Regions from separate parts of the Hordeum vulgare genome. Here region 2 is linked to region 1. The links are chromatin contacts, called in public Hi-C maps. All regions are on one chromosome and are shown on one strand. The core of a region is the stretch at or near the end of the contact, and the rest is flanking DNA. Distances in the headings are between cores, read along the strand shown.

Region 1 (4,878 bases), core at 2,263-4,762:
TCCCTCTCGGTACATCTTATACGCTTTGTGTGTTGATCATCTTGATTTACTCTTTGTATGAGATCTTGATCAACCTAGTGTCTCTATGACCATTCTTTGGATAATACCTTGAATACCATCTTGGTCATCATATAAACTCCTTGAACCCAACAGATGGACTTCAAGAAGTGCCTATGGACAAATCATATACATATAACTTAAGGCAACCATTAGTCCATAGGAATTGTCATCAATTACCAAAACCACATATGGAGATATATGCTCTAGCAAGTCGAGATGAGATTCAGGACGAAAAAAGAAGAAGTAAAGAAATAGAAAAGGAATGAGAGAAAAGAGAGAAGGGGCAATGCTACTACTTATTTTTCCACACTTGTGCTTAGAGAGAGCACCATGTTCTTCATCTAGAGAGTCTCATGAGTTGTCATTTTCATATGCTAGTGAGAATTATTCATTATAAAACTTGGCTTGCATATTTCGATGACGGGCTTTCTCAAATGTCCGAGGTCTTCATGAGTAACAAGTTGGATGCATACCCATTTAGCTTCCGTTTAGGTTTCATACACTTATAGCTCTAGTGCTTCCATGAGCGGATGTACATTGTGGTATGCATCACGACATCTAGAAGATAGTGGATTGTGATTCGTGGATGACATGTATGGTTTCCTACTCCGACGTCTTATTCGTGTGGGGGTGTCAGATCTCGAGTTTGATGGCGTGTTAGAGGTGTTGCCCTATTTGGTTTATTCAACGTTAATGGTTTTTCCTTTGGTGAGCCACCTTGAAGGTTCGCAAAGTTGCATATCATTGGCTGAGGAGGTGATCCGTCATTTTTTATTCTTTGGTGGTTGTTGTTATGGCGCCACAGGCAGGTGATGGGAGATGGTGTCAAGTTCCGAGATTCTTGGGTCTTAGAGCATCTACAGCCGTACCCCTCACGCCCCCTCAAACGCTTAGGCAGGCCGCCGGTCACTAACCGATCATGAAATTTCGACCCAATCATGCCTCTCAAATCGGCCTCAAGCGCCCGGGCTGACTCGCACCCCTCATATCCAACCCAAATATGGGCGGGTATGGGAGTGCTAGGACACGCCAGCAACATTGGTCGACAGCAGAGCCCCACATGGACTCGCCCAGAAACCTGACGGTCCGACGGGCGCCTCGACCGTCAGCGCGGTGTGGACACCGCGTGGCACCGCTTCAGCTCGTCGTCTGAGGCCATAGCCGGCTATTTAAGCCTCTCGCCGTCCCCCAGCCCTAGCACATCCACCTCCTTCCTCCCTCCGCAACCACGTGAGCCCATCCACCTCCTCTTCCCCACTCTCGGACGTCGGTATGGTCCGTCGTAGGATCACCTCCTACACTATGCTCATGCTAGAGCCCTGGATGCAGATTGAGGCGGAGATCCAGGCCTAGCGCGCCGCCCGCATTGTTGCGGGTCTCTCTCCGGACTCACCGGGGACGGAGGAGGAGGAGGAGGAGGAAGCAGATGAGGAGTTGTCAGACGCGATGGAGGAGGATGAGCCGGAGATCCATGCTCCGAGCTTGAAAATGGCGGAGGCGGAGGCGGAGTTCGCCGTCTCCCAAGCCGAGGAGATGGTGGAGCAACACCCATCATGGATTCCATTCGAAATGAGGCCGAGGTGGAGACCAACCGCTGGCACATCCGACAGAGACAGGCAGAGGCTGACACCCTCTTCGACAAGTTCGACGAGGAGATATCAGCGGAGGAAGCCGCAGCGGAACAGGCAGAGGCACGAGAGGGGGCTGCAGCGGAGCAGACGGAGGGGTGGAGCTGCAGCCGCCCACTTTTATTCGCCGGAGGGCACGGAGTTCGTCGAAATCTCCGACAAAAGTAGTTATTAGTTTGTACGTAGTACATAGGTTTTATGTTTGCATGCTTTTGTACAAATATGAGAATTTAGTATGAGATGTCTGTTTGCAGCAGTGTTTATTTAAAGCGTGTCCGGTCACTACCCACGGACGGGCATGTGTGCGGACATTTAAGAGGTCAATTTTGCAACTTATGCTTTTACTGTATATTTCCTTCTTGGATGACGTTTCTTTGTGCAAATGCTAATGTTGGACAGTCTTTGGGTTTTATCAAGTCAATATATACGTAACTTATACTATGTTACTTATGATACACTTCCTCTGTATCTAACTACTTGTAACTGAAGTGAACTAGTCTAGTTCTTTCTAATTACAAGTATTTAGGTAGGAAAAAAATAAATGAGACACGTATTATCATTAAAAAAAATAAACCTGAAGTTTTGAATAGGAGTAGTAGAAGAAGTATTCAGAAAAAGTTAAAAAGTGCATCTATGTAATACTATCACCGTTGCAGTTTCAGAAATAAGAGTGCGGCGTTGCAGAGGCCGGGCTCCAGTGAGCCCGGTATTTCAAAAAAAAAGTAATGTATATTTAAAAGCTTTGAAATATACCAATTTTTGTATACAAATACATATACATGGTAGTTTAGTATGTAAAAAGTTTCATCAAGTAATTTGGCTTTTTGCATTCTACACAAAAAAGATAAAAATCTGGCCCAAATACAACAAAAATAAGGCCCATTTTAATCGGTATATTTGTCTTTTTTTATACGCTACATAAAAACATAAACATTAGTGAAAATTTATACACGCATATTATAAATACGTATCTATGTATATGCTTTTTCAGATTTTTTTAGTATGTGAAAATGGTACTTTGGTAAAAACAAAATACCGGGCTCACTGGAGCCCGGGTGCCGCTCTGCTTTTTCGCGGAAATGAGCCATATTTCGGTCATAGCCCGGGTGCCGCACTTTTATTCGCCGGAGGGCACGAAGATCGTCGAAATCTCCGACAAAAGTAGTTATTAGTTTGTCCGTAGTACATACGTCTTACGTTTGCATGTTTTTGTATGGATTTGAGAATCTAGTATGAGATGTGTGGTTGCAGCAGTGTTTATTTAAGACGTGTCCGGTCATTCCTCGCGGACGGACGCGTCTGCGGACATTTAAGTGGTCAATTTTACAAGTTCCGGCTGTAAATGCTCTTACTGTATCTTTCCTTCTTGGCTCACGTTTCTATGTGCAAATGCTAATGTTCGACAGTATTTGGGTTTTATCAAGTCAATGTATACGTAATTTATAGTACTATGTTACTTAGGATACACTTTCTCTGTAGTTATCTCCAGCACAAGTATTTAGGTACGAAAAAAGTAAGTGAGACACGTATTATCATTAAAAAAATAAATCCTAAAGTTTTGAATAGGAGTAATAGAAGAAGTATTCAGAAAAAGAAAAAAAGTGCATCTACGTAATACTATCACCGTTGCAGTTCCGGAAATGAGCCCTATTTCGGTCACACGAAGATGGCAGCTACGTTGACCCAAAGCTACAGAATCCACGGTGAAAACGAACGACACCCCCACGTGGAGAAGCCGGGGCAACGTATATAGAGAGAGGGCGCGCGCGGCGCGACCGAGCAAACTCCACCGCTCGTCGCTCCAAAGTCCAAACCGGCACACCGACCGAGGGGGAGCCACCGCCCGTCGCCATCCACGTCCGCCATATCCAGATCGGCGCACGTCACGCGGTCCCGCTCCCCTCTCCCCATCCTCGATCCACCACGGCGAGGAGTCAAGCTGCCAGCGTCGGCGCGGGAGACGATAAACACAACGCGAAGCGAGGCGGCGGCCTCCCTCTGTCGCAGTTAGTTTGGCTTGTACGTCGCGTTCCCCTTCCACCCTTATCTCCTTCTCCGGCTGACCGGGACGCCGCATTTGTCCCATCCACGGCACGGCACGGCACGGGCACGGGAGGGAGAAGAAGAAGCCCAGCTCGACTCCTCCTCCGCCTCCTCCTTTCCTCTGATCCCCTCCGTTTGCCCATTCCCCAGATCCCAGCACGCCATGCCCGGGCGCGCAGGCGCCAAGCCGCACCGCGCGCATTTCTCTTCCGCCCTGCTCCGATCCAAGGCCGCGGAGGTGACCCAGTGAGCTCTCCCGCCACGCCCGTCCGTCCGCCGGTTCATCGGTCGCCCATGGACGTCATCACCAACGAGGCGCGCGTGGGGGCGTTCGCGATCGGCCCGTCCACGGCGGCGGGCCGGGCGCTCGCGCTGCGCGTGCTCCTCTGCGGCTCCCTGGCGCGGCTGCGGCACCGCCTCGCCGCCGCGCTGCGCGCCGCGGCGCCCCTGGCGGCGGCCTGGCTGCACCCGCGCCACAACACGCGGGGGATCCTGCTGGCCGTCTGCGCCGTCGCGCTCCTGCTGCGCGGCCGCGGGGGCCGCGCCGGGGTGCGCGCGCGCGTGCAGTCCGCCTACCGCCGCAAGTTCTGGCGCAACATGATGCGCGCCGCGCTCACCTACGAGGAGTGGGCGCACGCCGCGCGGATGCTCGAGCGAGAGACGCCGCGCCGCGCCACCGACGCCGACCTCTACGACGAGGAGCTCGTGCGCAACAAGCTCCGCGAGCTCAGGCACCGTCGCCAGGAGGGCTCGCTCAGGGACATCGTCTTCTGCATGCGCGCCGACCTGCTCAGGAACCTTGGTAACATGTGCAACCCCGAGCTCCACAAGTTGAGGCTGCAGGTACTGCGCTGCCCATCTGCCCAGAATTTTCGATGCCACCTGATCCTTGCTTTCGCTTTGATCATAGTACTGTTTGTTGCCGGAGTATTGGAATTGTTTCCCCTTTCTCGACTCAAGGACTCGAAATTTGCATCGTTGGTAGTTCCAGTTGGGTAAAACTTTAACTTGGTCCATGTATCAAGTTAATCTTGAATAATAAGCCTGTTTGGTTTTTTCAGACGATTCGTTCGCATTATGTCAGTATGTGTACACATTTGAGTGTCACTGAAATGTTTATTGTTAATGATCTGCCAGGTGCCTAAAC
Region 2 (5,112 bases), core at 775-3,274, 620 kb before region 1:
CAACTGGATGGTGACTATCTCCACACATAGATCTTCCATTTGACACTGCATAACATATTATGACGTCAGAAGAACAATCTTCTGTGACGCCCGCAAAACGAACGTGGTCTACATCGATGAGTACTATGATGGCTCCGACAAACAGCTGCTCAAGCAGACGATGATGAAGGCAAGTGTTGGCTTAACCGGGGTACTGGAGGGCTATTAAAGTTATAAGAGTAGTTTGTAATACATTTTCTATGCCATCGGGTTGCATCTTCATAGATCTTCTTTCGTGTGCTAACTACCTCTGGACTAATTATAAATGAGTGGTCCTCATTATCTCTACAATCAGTTTAAATTGATCAGTAATGCATTTTTACTGGTCCTGTAACAAATGAAAAGTGTGGCCACCTACCTGGCATCGCACATGCATGTCTCAAAAAAAATGTAGCGACACTTTCATTCCCTGTTTCGGCAAGTGTAGACGAGGAAAATTGGCACTCATTTGGACTATATAAACACATTAACAACTACATCAACAAGATTAGTACGCACAGTCACGCCTAAGAGGCGCGCCAAGGGCGCGCCCCTGCCACTAGTTCGTTTCAAAGTCGCTAGCCCCTGCAGGCATGCGGCTTGGCAACTAGTATTCTACAACAGAAGGGTGCAGTGCGAAAAAGCATTTTACTAACCATACATTATTGTGACTATTCCTTGGTCATGTCTCAGTTTTAACTTCTTAAGATGATATTGATCTGAAAAGAACATAGATAAGCTAATGTCACATGGTTGGGGAAGTAAATAGTGTATTATACACCTTTTACATTGTATGTTCAGGAAGTGTAGGTGACCATGTTTGATGTTTTTACCACAAGGTGGTGCACTCAGGGGAAACTAGGTATGTATGCATGTATGTGCACTGTACTTATCACATATAAAGCATGTTTCCGCAATGCAATAATAGACAAAGAGTAAACTTCTTACGCTTGAACCGAAGAAGTAGAGACACATCATATTGCTGAAGAGGTGACCTGGGACAAACTGGCTGAAGGCACTCGTGAGCAATGTGTGCAACCGCCCACTCTTGACATTGTCCAGCGAAACCTGCACATTGCAACATTCATCAAATTACACTTCAACAACCACTTGTGAAATCAAAGCAAGGCCCCTTCGATTGATCGCTTACCGTGAAATGTTCCTTCATGAAAATCGGATCGACCATGTGCCAGAGCATGTAGACGGCCACATTCGCGCCCATAAGCATCAACACCATCCCGTCCGCTGATGGTAGCCAGCGCCCCCTTCAGGAGACACGGAAATCAAAATGACCAAACAACCCAAAACTTTCCCCATGTAATAAAGTCGTACCACCAGCCAAAACCTCACCAGGGTACGCGGCGGGGGAAGGTTGAGGACGAAGAGAGCCAGTCCGAGGACCTCCTCCGCTGCAGCGAGAAGAGCTCGAGCGACCCGGCGGCGCGCGCGGTCAGCCACCGCTTGGTGGCGGCCCGGGCGGCCGCCGCGACGGCCGCTGCGCTCACCGGTAGGAGCGTCCCGCCGCTGCCTGGGCTGCGCCAGAGGGAGTGGGACAGCGGGGAGCGGGAGGCGGCTGCTGGCGTGGAGGGGCAGTGGAGGGGGCGCATGAGGGGGTTGGCTAGGGGTCTGGGTTTTGGGATGGCGCTGCGTAGGGCTTGCTGCGCGAGGAGGGTCTGGAACTGCGGCAGCCTCCTCCGCATCGCCATTTCTGCTTCCACCAAGACACGGGTTGGCTGCCTGCCTGCCTGCCTGCCTGCCTCCGCCGCCGACTCCCCGACCTCGGGCGGTAGCCACCGGTACGGTTTTGATTCCCTTCCGATCTCCGACTATGGGGGCAGTGGGGTCGACCGGCAGTCAATATCACAGTCTGGAACAAATGGGCCGTGAGACTATTGGGCCCATGTTTTCCGGAGCCCAAGTTCGAATTTTATCTCTCTCGCTCCAGGGCCTGGGCCGACGCCCATTAGACATAGTTGTTGGATCCAACACGGACGGTTATACAGGTAGCAGTGCGCCGCGCAGCCGCCGCAGCGAGGTTTTAGGGGTAAGCAGAGAGGACTCCCGGCGGCGGCGCGAGGCGGAGAGATGTCGAAGCGAACTGGTCCCCCGAAGCACCAGAACAGCTACGCATGGAAGCCCAACCTCGGCCGGAAGATCAACGAGACCGTAAGCCGGCGACCCGCCTCCCTCCCTTGCCCGTCTTTTTTTTCCGTTCTTGTGGGGCCTAACCGCCGCAATCATCGCCGCTGCTCGCGCAGGAGCCCGGGGGCAGGTTCCGGCCTCTGTCGGAGATCACCGGCGTCTGCCAGCGCTGCCGGGACCAAATCGACTGGAAGCGCAAGTACGGGGCTCTCCCCCCTTTGTTATATACATTCATTAGGTCGTTGGTTTACTTGTGTTCCTCGGTCCGATCTGTTCGTCTCATCTTTTGCAGATACGGCAAGTACAAGCCGATTGTCGAGCCTACAAAATGGTAGCTTTCTTGCCCGCTTGGTTGCGGCATAGTATTTGGGAACCGTTGTTAGAGGGGGATTGTGATGGATGCTTATGGTTTTCTTTTTATTTTTGCAGCCAGAAGTGCAGTAAACGAAACGTCCGGCAGGCGTACCACAACGTCTGTACAGGTTAATTCCGGCTGCTCAGTGATATGTCCTGTTTCGGTGGTGCTGGTGTACCATTTGATTGTTGCTGATATATGTCTATGTGTGGTCTCTGTTTAATGCAGGTTGCTCCAAGGAGCTTGGGATTTGTGCCAAGTGCTGCACCTCTGTTAAGCAGCTTGTTGGAAGGTGATTCCCCGCTATTTCATTTTGTTGCTACACTAGTACTGGCTACACCGTAACTGGAATTTGAACTGTGTTTTATTGTATTTTACGTATTGTAATGATTCTGTGTCATCCTGTAGGGATGCTGAGGAAGAAGACAGTGAGCGCAAAGCACTAGAGGAGGTTTGATTCTTCTATAATGGAGGAGGATTGTTGTGAACCTTGAGAAATCCATTTGTTTTGTGCTGACCAGTGAATTATTTTATAGGCCATCAGATATGCTAGGGAGAGGGAGCGAAGGACACTGATTCGCCTTGTGAGCACTTGCTATTTAATTTTTCTTGCTGGATAAGTTTATTTTCAATGCACTTGCGCTTCTTTCTATGCTCTCCTTGATGCTGGTTCTAAGCTGACCTAATAAGCCCATAAGTTTGAATCTGAATAAAGGAACAAGTCCATTTTGACCCCCTCTACTCTTCTTGAGATTTAGACAAGAGGAAAACTTGAGGAGTATAAAACAGACTTTCCTTAATCCACCTCTTGAAATCAATAGAAGGCCCCACCTCTCAATTTTGAGCCTAGCACATTCTAAATTTTCCTTTTCAATCTATGTTAATCCGAGTACGACTCCTCGGATCTTTAGCTTGAATAGTCGTGTTTAACATAAGTACATAACTAGTTCTTTCTTCCTAAAAGATGAATTCCATTCATTCATTGTGCCTGTTAAAATAACTTAAATATATTGCACTTAAATTTGCACCTCCTATATTATAGCATGTTACATGCCACTGTATCATCACTCAGATGGTCAAATAGGGAAGTTGAATTTCCAGAGGGGCTTCAGTTATATAAATTGTGTGCATGATGAAACTCTGTTCACATAAATTTAGCACAAACCCTATCGCAAAGAAATCAAAACAAACAGGTTTGTTCATAGTTATACTAAATTCACTCATCACATGAGCAAAACCTCAAGTATTCCTCATATGCCCTTGATCTGCCTTTTTATATCTTTTTTTATTTGAGATGCATTGTGATATTGGTCAAGTGACATTATTGGCATTCTTAGATTAGGAATAGGTGTTTTGTCATGGTAGTGCTATCTCAACTAAATGAAAATGCACACCATGTCTTCTTGTTCTGAATGTTACGTTATGTACATGATTTTGTTGGTTTCCAAGGTATAGCATGAGAACATGAAATGAAGCATGTGATATTCCAGTTTTTTTTGGACCATTCAGTGTCAACTCTTCACATAAATCTTTTTTAGGTTTAATCTGTTGGTTTTTAAAAACTTGAAACTTCATTAACAAATAGCTGCAGTTGCCCTGTAAATGCATATAGTTAGGCTCTTTTACATTGTAGGAACTTCTGATGAGAGCTTGGCCTCATGGAAAAACTGTTTGTAACTCCTGCAAAATCACATATGCTCCCTCCATAAAGAAATATAAGAACATTTAGATCACCAAAGTAGTGATCTAAACACTCTTATATTTCTTTACAGAGGGAGTAGCATTCTTGAGGGTCATTCTTACACATTCATGTGTTACTGTTTCTGTTAGATCAACAAGCGATGACATCCCAATCCCACAATGTTCTTATGCCTATTTTTTAGAATTTGCATCCCAGTTAGGCCCTTAAGGTTTATAAACACATTTCAGGAATTATCTATATGCAACTTATTATTACCGAACATGGAAATATAAAGATCTGGATGAAGTTCAAAGTTCCAGGAGTCTCTTAAAAACAATGACTGGTAAATTATCTGTTAGAAGATAGTCCTGGAGGCATAAGCTTTCCTGCAGCAAGAAAAAAAAACTTCAGTCTTCATGTCGCCTGGAGGCATAAGCTTTCCTGAACATGATAATAGCCGACAATCACGGCTATGTTCCTACTGTAGGTAATTCACAGGTTTAAACCTCAGGAAATCTTCCATCAATGCATATATTGTGCTATTAAATTGAATCTTCAATCGTCCAGGTTTTGCACAGTTCTGCTGACATCCGTTCTGTGTAACATGACAACATACGTGACCATATTGATTTTTGATTGTTGACGAACATTGTTCCAAATCCACCCTTTTATTCATGGAGTCCATTTGGGTTAGGTTCCATTCGCTGAAGTACTAGGAGGACCTGCACTGCGAACTTTCAGAAGAAAAAAAAAATAGTGACTTTTGTGCATTCTAGCATTAGTAATACGTCTATCTGCTGTTCAAAATGGAACAAAAAAAAAGCCTGAATGGGTAATAGTGGATTCTCCTATCATGGGTCTTCTGTCTGCCCTTGAAAATAAATAGAACAGCATTATTTCATCTCTACTGTGAACT

What was found. A called contact is a pair of places that touch in the nucleus more often than the background predicts.
Region 2: a contact with region 1 is called in a Hi-C map of leaf, with 3 times the contacts expected there. The contact joins the promoter of LOC123444478 here to the promoter of LOC123444474 in region 1. A contact is called at or near these places in 3 of 6 Hi-C or Micro-C datasets (leaf and seedling) and 1 of 1 datasets of contacts at active chromatin or transcription factors (embryo).

What each region holds. Positions count from the first base shown.
Region 1 is chr3H:497,496,813-497,501,690 of MorexV3_pseudomolecules_assembly, reverse strand. LOC123444474 (triacylglycerol lipase SDP1-like) reads left to right here and starts at 3,512. Exons shown (of 5, transcript XM_045121193.1): 1 at 3,512-3,707; 2 at 3,882-4,574; 3 at 4,869-4,878. The coding sequence starts at 4,026.
Region 2 is chr3H:498,115,109-498,120,220 of MorexV3_pseudomolecules_assembly, reverse strand. It overlaps LOC123444478, which reads left to right and starts at 2,024. Exons shown (of 8, transcript XM_045121198.1): 1 at 2,024-2,184; 2 at 2,277-2,359; 3 at 2,453-2,491; 4 at 2,590-2,642; 5 at 2,744-2,807; 6 at 2,924-2,966; 7 at 3,052-3,099. The coding sequence starts at 2,104. It overlaps LOC123444477 (RHOMBOID-like protein 12, mitochondrial), which reads right to left and starts at 1,851. Exons shown (of 8, transcript XM_045121197.1): 1 at 1,369-1,851; 2 at 1,169-1,283; 3 at 967-1,086. The coding sequence starts at 1,724.